Regions from separate parts of the Mus musculus genome. Here region 2 is linked to region 1. The links are chromatin contacts, called in public promoter capture Hi-C maps. All regions are on one chromosome and are shown on one strand. The core of a region is the stretch at or near the end of the contact, and the rest is flanking DNA. Distances in the headings are between cores, read along the strand shown. Region 1 overlaps Tmem117 (transmembrane protein 117). Region 2 holds the start of Dbx2 (developing brain homeobox 2).

Region 1 (2,822 bases), core at 157-2,656:
GAAGAATAGATAGGAAAAATGTGGCACACCTACACAATGGAACACTACTCAGCCATTAAAAACAAATAAATCATGAATTTTGCAGAACTTGAGATTATCATCCTGAGTGAGGTAAGCCAGACCCAAAAGATCATACATGGCATATACTCACTTATAAGTGAATATTAGCCATAAAATACGGGATAACCATGCTACACTCCGCAGACCCAAAGAAGCTAAACAAGAAGGAATGCCCAGGCAAGGAAGCTAGAATCTCACTTAGAAGGGGGGGGGGGCAATTTAGCCATAGGAGGCAGATGGAGGGCGGGAACTGAGTAGAGGGGGGACGGTAAGGGAAATGGGGTGCAAGATCAATTGTAGGGAGGGACAGGAGAGGGGAAGAGAGGGTCAGGGGGCCAGGAGAATTAACAGAAATCTGAAGCTGGTGGGGAGGTAGGGGGAAGGAGACACCTCACATGCTAGAGACCTGGGATCACGGAGTCTCCCAGGAATCAATGGAAATGACCTTAGCTGAGACTCACAGCAGTGGGGATATGGAACCTAAAGAGGCCACCTGATGTAGAAAGGCAAGAACCCCGTTGGAGCAATAGGGACACCAACCCACCCACAAAACTTTCAACCCAAATTTAACCTGTCTACAAGAAATGCAGGGGCATGGGATGGAGCAGAGACTGAGGGGCTGGCCAACCAATAACACGCCCAACTTGAGACCCACCCCATGAACAAGCACCAATCCCTATCACTATTAATGATTCTCTCCTATGCTTGCAGACAAGAACCCAGCATGGCTGTCCTCTGAGAGGTTCCACCCAGCAGCTGACTGAAACAGATGCAGACACCCACAGCCAAACAGTGGACAGAGCTTGGGGGCTCTGATGGAAGTTAGGGAAAGGATTGAAGTCCCAAAGGAGATAGGAACTCCACAGAAAGATCAACAAGTTAACTAAACTGGACCCTTGGGAGCTCTCAGAGATTGAACCACCAACCAAAGAACATACATGGGGCTGGACCCTCACATATGCAACTCAGTCTTCCTGTGGGTCCCCCAACTGTAGTAGAAGCTATCCCTAAATCTGTTGAATGCCTGTGGATCCTGTGCCCCTAATTGGGCTGTCTTATCTGACCTCAATGGGAGAGGTTACACCTAGCCTTGCAGAGACTTGATGTGCCTAGGTGGGGTCGGGGGGGGATACCCAGAGGGATCTCCACCCTCTTAGAAGAGAAGAAAGGGATATGGGGGAGGGACTGAGGGAAGGACCAGGGGAGACAGGCAGCAATCAGGATATAAAATTTAAAGGGGGGGGGCGGGGGTGAAGTATCCAAACAATAAGCATCCTAGCAGACTTTTGCTTCCTGCTCAATTCTCTAATCGTTAAGATGTAGGCCTGGACTTTGGAGCACATCTCTCTTCATTCCTGCCTTTTATAAGGCTGGGTCCTGTGTATAAACAGTGCACTATTCTTCAATACAATGCACACCACCATGTGTGGGAAGCCACATACACCGTTACAAGATGGCGCTGGCTGGCCATGCCCGTAAGTTCGGGTAAACAACCAATGTGCACATGTGCATAAGGGTTTCGCCCAAGCCACAGCCCATCCCGGGGAATGTAAATGAGGTACTGAAAGCACAACCAATCAGGTATAGACACGCCACTCCTAGGCCTATATAAGCAGCGCCAGTTCTGGGGCTCGGGGTCTTTCGCCTTTGCTATCAAGCTCTCCCAATAAACGTGTGCAGAAGAATCCTGTTGTGGCGTCTTCCTTGCTGGTGAGTCGGGCGTCCACAACCATGCTGTGGCTGCAAACCTCTCTCTTTCTGGTGCAGATAGGTGCTACTCTCCTTTTTCTTTGTGTGTTTCTCCTCCCCAGCCCACCCCACCCCCCAAGAGATAGCTAGTCCAATGGCAGAAAGCGTGCACCTACCATGCTAAAGCAAAACCTCACTGGAGTGGCTGCAGCCCCACCAACTCTCCCATTCCAACCCCCCCACCCCTGTACTGCAGAGCAGGCTACACCCTTAGAGGCATTGGTTATATTAATTGAAAGGTGTGTTAACACAATTTTGGTTCACAGGAAAAGTTCAGGGATATCAATGTACACAGGAGCTGAGGCGAGATGTCACTAACCAACTGGGAAATTCTACAAGACACTAGGAGGGACAATCCAGAGATGTAAGACTCTGAAATTGTCAAAGAAAAATATCCAGGGTTGTGACCTGGTCTCAAACTCTTAAAGAAGCTCTATTAAAACCCCCAGATCCTAGCTATGAGACCTCTGGGCAAACTCTGTCCCACAAAGCACGGTTTGAGTTGGACGTCCTTCCTGGTGCCTGGCTGTACCTCCACGCATGTCATTTCACTCTTCACCCTGTGCAGGATCTTTTACCAATACAACTTCTCATGTCTCACTCCCAACCTGTCTTACTTAGGGTTTCTATTGCTCTGATGAAACACTGTGGCCAAAAGCCACTTGAGAAGGTTTACTTCACTTCCTCTATCACATCGCAGCTCATCATTGAAGACAGGCAAGGCAGAAACTCACACAGGGCAGGAACCTGGAGGCAGGAGCTGACTCAGAAGCCATGGAGGGTGCTGCTTACTGGTTTGCTCCCTATGGTTTGCCTAGACTGCTTTTATATAGAATGTGGGGCCACCAGCCCAGGATGTCCCTACCCATCATAGGCTGAGCCCTCCCCTATCAATCACTAATTAAGAAAATCCCCTACAGCTTTGCCTTCAGCCTGATCTTATGGAGGCATTTTCTCAGTTAGATTTCCTCTTCCCAGATGACTCTAGCTTGTGTTAAGTTGACATAAAACTA
Region 2 (2,822 bases), core at 232-2,731, 930 kb before region 1:
TATATTGATGGTACGTACCAGCCTTGCAAATAATTCTGCTCAGGTACCATGGTGATAAAGCTGTCTATTGTATCAGAAAGAAACGGCAACAACTTCTTGGGTTTGGCTATTGGAGGTGATCTTTGAGAAGGGATCTTTATAATAAGTACAGTATTTATTCGGTGTCAGTAAAGTAACCAACTCATTGAGATGAATTGAAACAATAGCAACAAATTGTACTTGTGGTGTGTGTGGTGTGTGTGTGTGTGTGTGTGGTGTGTGTGGTGGGTGGGGGTGGGGTGGGTGGTGTGTGTGAGGAAGCCAGAGGACAATGTTTGGAAGCCAGTTCTCTCCAACCACGTGGATTCTAGAGATCAAACTTAGGTCACTCGGCTTGGTGGCAACTGCTTCTATCAACTGAACCATCTCGATGATCCCCCAAAGAAGGACATTTAGCTTTCTAACCCGGCAACTCAAAATAGGCATTTAAGTAAATGGAAACCAAGCCCAACTTATTTTTAGGGGCAAGGAGTAGAACTATACATTTGACTCCAACTTTGCAGATACTCTAATGAAGTCTTATCCTAAATAAATCTGTCTAAATTAGGGAAGGAGAGTAAGTGTTAATTGGAATCACAGTTTTAACACTCCATCGATAGTTTCCAAAATGGGAAGTTTTTAAAGCCTTGTAGTTAAAGGCCTGCCTCCCCCTCCCTCCCCCTCGCCCTCTCCCTTTTTCTCCCTTCCTCTTTACCCCACCCCTCCAATATGCTTTTTGTTTGCCCAGTCTCCCACTGGCATTAGTTAGGGAATAAGATTAAAAAAAAAGAAGAAAAAGAAAAAGAAAGAAAGAAGGAAAAGACGTCCCTTTGTAGGCATGCACACTTGTAGGTGCCTGTGGATGCCAGAAGAAGACATCTAATACGGTGGAGCTGGAGTTTCAGTGGGTTGTGAGCTGGGTGCTTGTAAGCGAACTCAGGTCCTCTATTAAGAGCAGCAAGCATAGCTAACCACTGAGCCACCTCTTCAGCCCCAAGCGCTGCTTCTTTAGATCAAAACCGATTACATCATCTCTTCTAGACTGCAGGTGTGGCCACCTTCCTCCAGAATCCTTAAAACAGATCTTATAAAACCTGAGATGATTCACTGGAAACGGAGTTTTGCCAAATAGCCAAGAAAAACACATTTCCTTTCTTCTTAAAACAGAGGCGCCCATAAAACCTGCAAAATGAGTTATCACTGGTACTAATATCAACGTTTTCGAGTCTCCCTGATGACAACCACGCTTCAGCGACCAAGTACATGTACCCTGGAGCTCATGATAACCAAAACCAGAGGGCCCAGGACTCCAGCAGCAGGGTCAAGGCTTGGCAGGCAGAGTGGCAGCGCCCCTTTTCCGTCCCCTCCACGCCCACCTCCTCAGCAAGAGTCCCCTCCCCTCGCTGGAGCCCAGACTCTCATTGCCTTCATTGTTGGCCGCATCTGTCACTTTGTGGGCAGGATGACATGAATGGATGGGCCGGACACACCTTCCATCCCAGTCCTGAAAACCCTGTCCGGATCTGCAGACCGTTCCCGGACGCTGCCAGAGGAGCCGCTGAGGGCCAAGGACTCACCCCTCAGCCCCGATCCTGTCCGCGCCCTGTCCCTGTCCCTTCGCACTCGCTCTCCACGGCTCCCCGGGCAGCGGGCGCGCACCATGCTGCCCAGCGCTGTGGCCGCCCAGGCCGGAGCCTACTGGGATGTGGTGGCGTCCTCAGCACTCTTCGGCCTTCCTGCGCCCGGCTTTGGCAGTCTGGGCAAGAGTTTCCTGATCGAGAACTTGCTGCGCGCAGGGGCCGGGCCCACGCACGCACCCCCGCCCCCACGCCCAGCGCCCGGTCCTGAGTGTCCGCAGCTGCGGCCACTGCCTGCCAGCCCAGTGCCGCTCAAGCTGTGCCCGGCCGGACCCTTTGGTGTGCGCTGGGCCTTCCAGATGCCCCCTGGCCGGGCTCCGGGGGAGCGGGACAGTGCCTTCCAGCCCTCAGCCCCAGGTGAGCTTTGGTCGAGGGGAACCTCGGCCCAGGAGACCCTTAGTTCTGGAGAACCTGGACCAAGGGGAGCCTCAGTTCAGGGGAGCCCTGAACCAGGGGAACTTCAGTCCAGGGAAGCCTTAGCCCTGGGGAGCCTCGATCTGATCTAGAGGAGGCGCAGCCCAGGCGAACTTCAGTCTAGGGGATCCTCAGTCTGGGAAAGCCTCAGCCCAGGGAAGCCTTGCTTTCAGGTGGTCCTCAGTCCAGAGAGAGCCCTGTTGCCAGCACAGTCCCCACCTGTGAGCCCCTCACAGCACGAGTGCTGACCTGGGTGGCCCACTGCAGAGGACTGAACTGGGGTGCAGATGCCGTTTCTGGACACTAGTTCTGATTCCTTTCCTCTCCACCCCATCCCATCCCGCACTCCTTCCTAGCATCCTCCCTCAACAGGTTGACTGGGCTACCTGGGCAGTTTGATCACAGCGGGTTAGCTGGGGGGTGGTGGGTGGGGGGTAGGGGGTGGGGGATTTGAGGTTTCTAGCTGACTGGCTCCTGTTTCCAAAGTTAGCATCCTCTCTTCTGCGGGAAAGTTGCTGGCAGGGTGGTGCTGCGGACTTTGCTGGCGGAGACCTCGCCGCTGGTTTGATAGGGCTCTAATGATTTGAAAAAGAGTTGCGCAAACTTTGGACTTTCCTTGCTTTCACAGTTTGGTGTACACTAAGGTGTAAAGTAATCAAGGCCTACGCTTGCATCAGGCTGAGATAGCTGACAAATGTTGAATTGATAACTAAATGAGGAAGTTCACATATAAATAGGAATTTACCGAAAGAA

Evidence for each region. Promoter capture Hi-C pulls out the DNA fragments that hold promoters and counts their contacts.
Region 2: a contact with region 1 is called in a promoter capture Hi-C map of embryonic stem cells, with 8 times the contacts expected there. The contact joins the promoter of Dbx2 here to the enhancer-like site in region 1. A contact is called at or near these places in 13 of 39 promoter capture datasets (the C10 cell line, the HPC-7 cell line, cranial neural crest and 8 more), 11 of 115 datasets of contacts at active chromatin or transcription factors (astrocytes, differentiating embryonic stem cells, embryonic basal ganglia and 6 more) and 3 of 9 other capture datasets (embryonic stem cells, embryonic tail and embryonic trunk).

Annotation. Positions count from the first base shown.
Region 1 is chr15:94,718,730-94,721,551 of GRCm38.p6, reverse strand. All of the region lies in intron 3 of Tmem117 (transmembrane protein 117), which reads right to left. Among named protein-coding and RNA genes, the nearest start is that of Gm25546, 39 kb to the right of the region's middle. Within about 2 kb of position 1,406, at least 1 of the 459 cell types and tissues checked has an H3K27ac peak or open chromatin away from gene starts, as enhancers often do. A contact at or near this core is called in embryonic stem cells, where this site is marked.
Region 2 is chr15:95,653,430-95,656,251 of GRCm38.p6, reverse strand. Dbx2 (developing brain homeobox 2) reads left to right here and starts at 1,481. Exons shown (of 4, transcript NM_207533.2): 1 at 1,481-2,012. The coding sequence starts at 1,490. It overlaps Gm31690 (predicted gene, 31690), which reads right to left and starts at 1,776. Exons shown (of 3, transcript NR_168499.1): 1 at 1,596-1,776.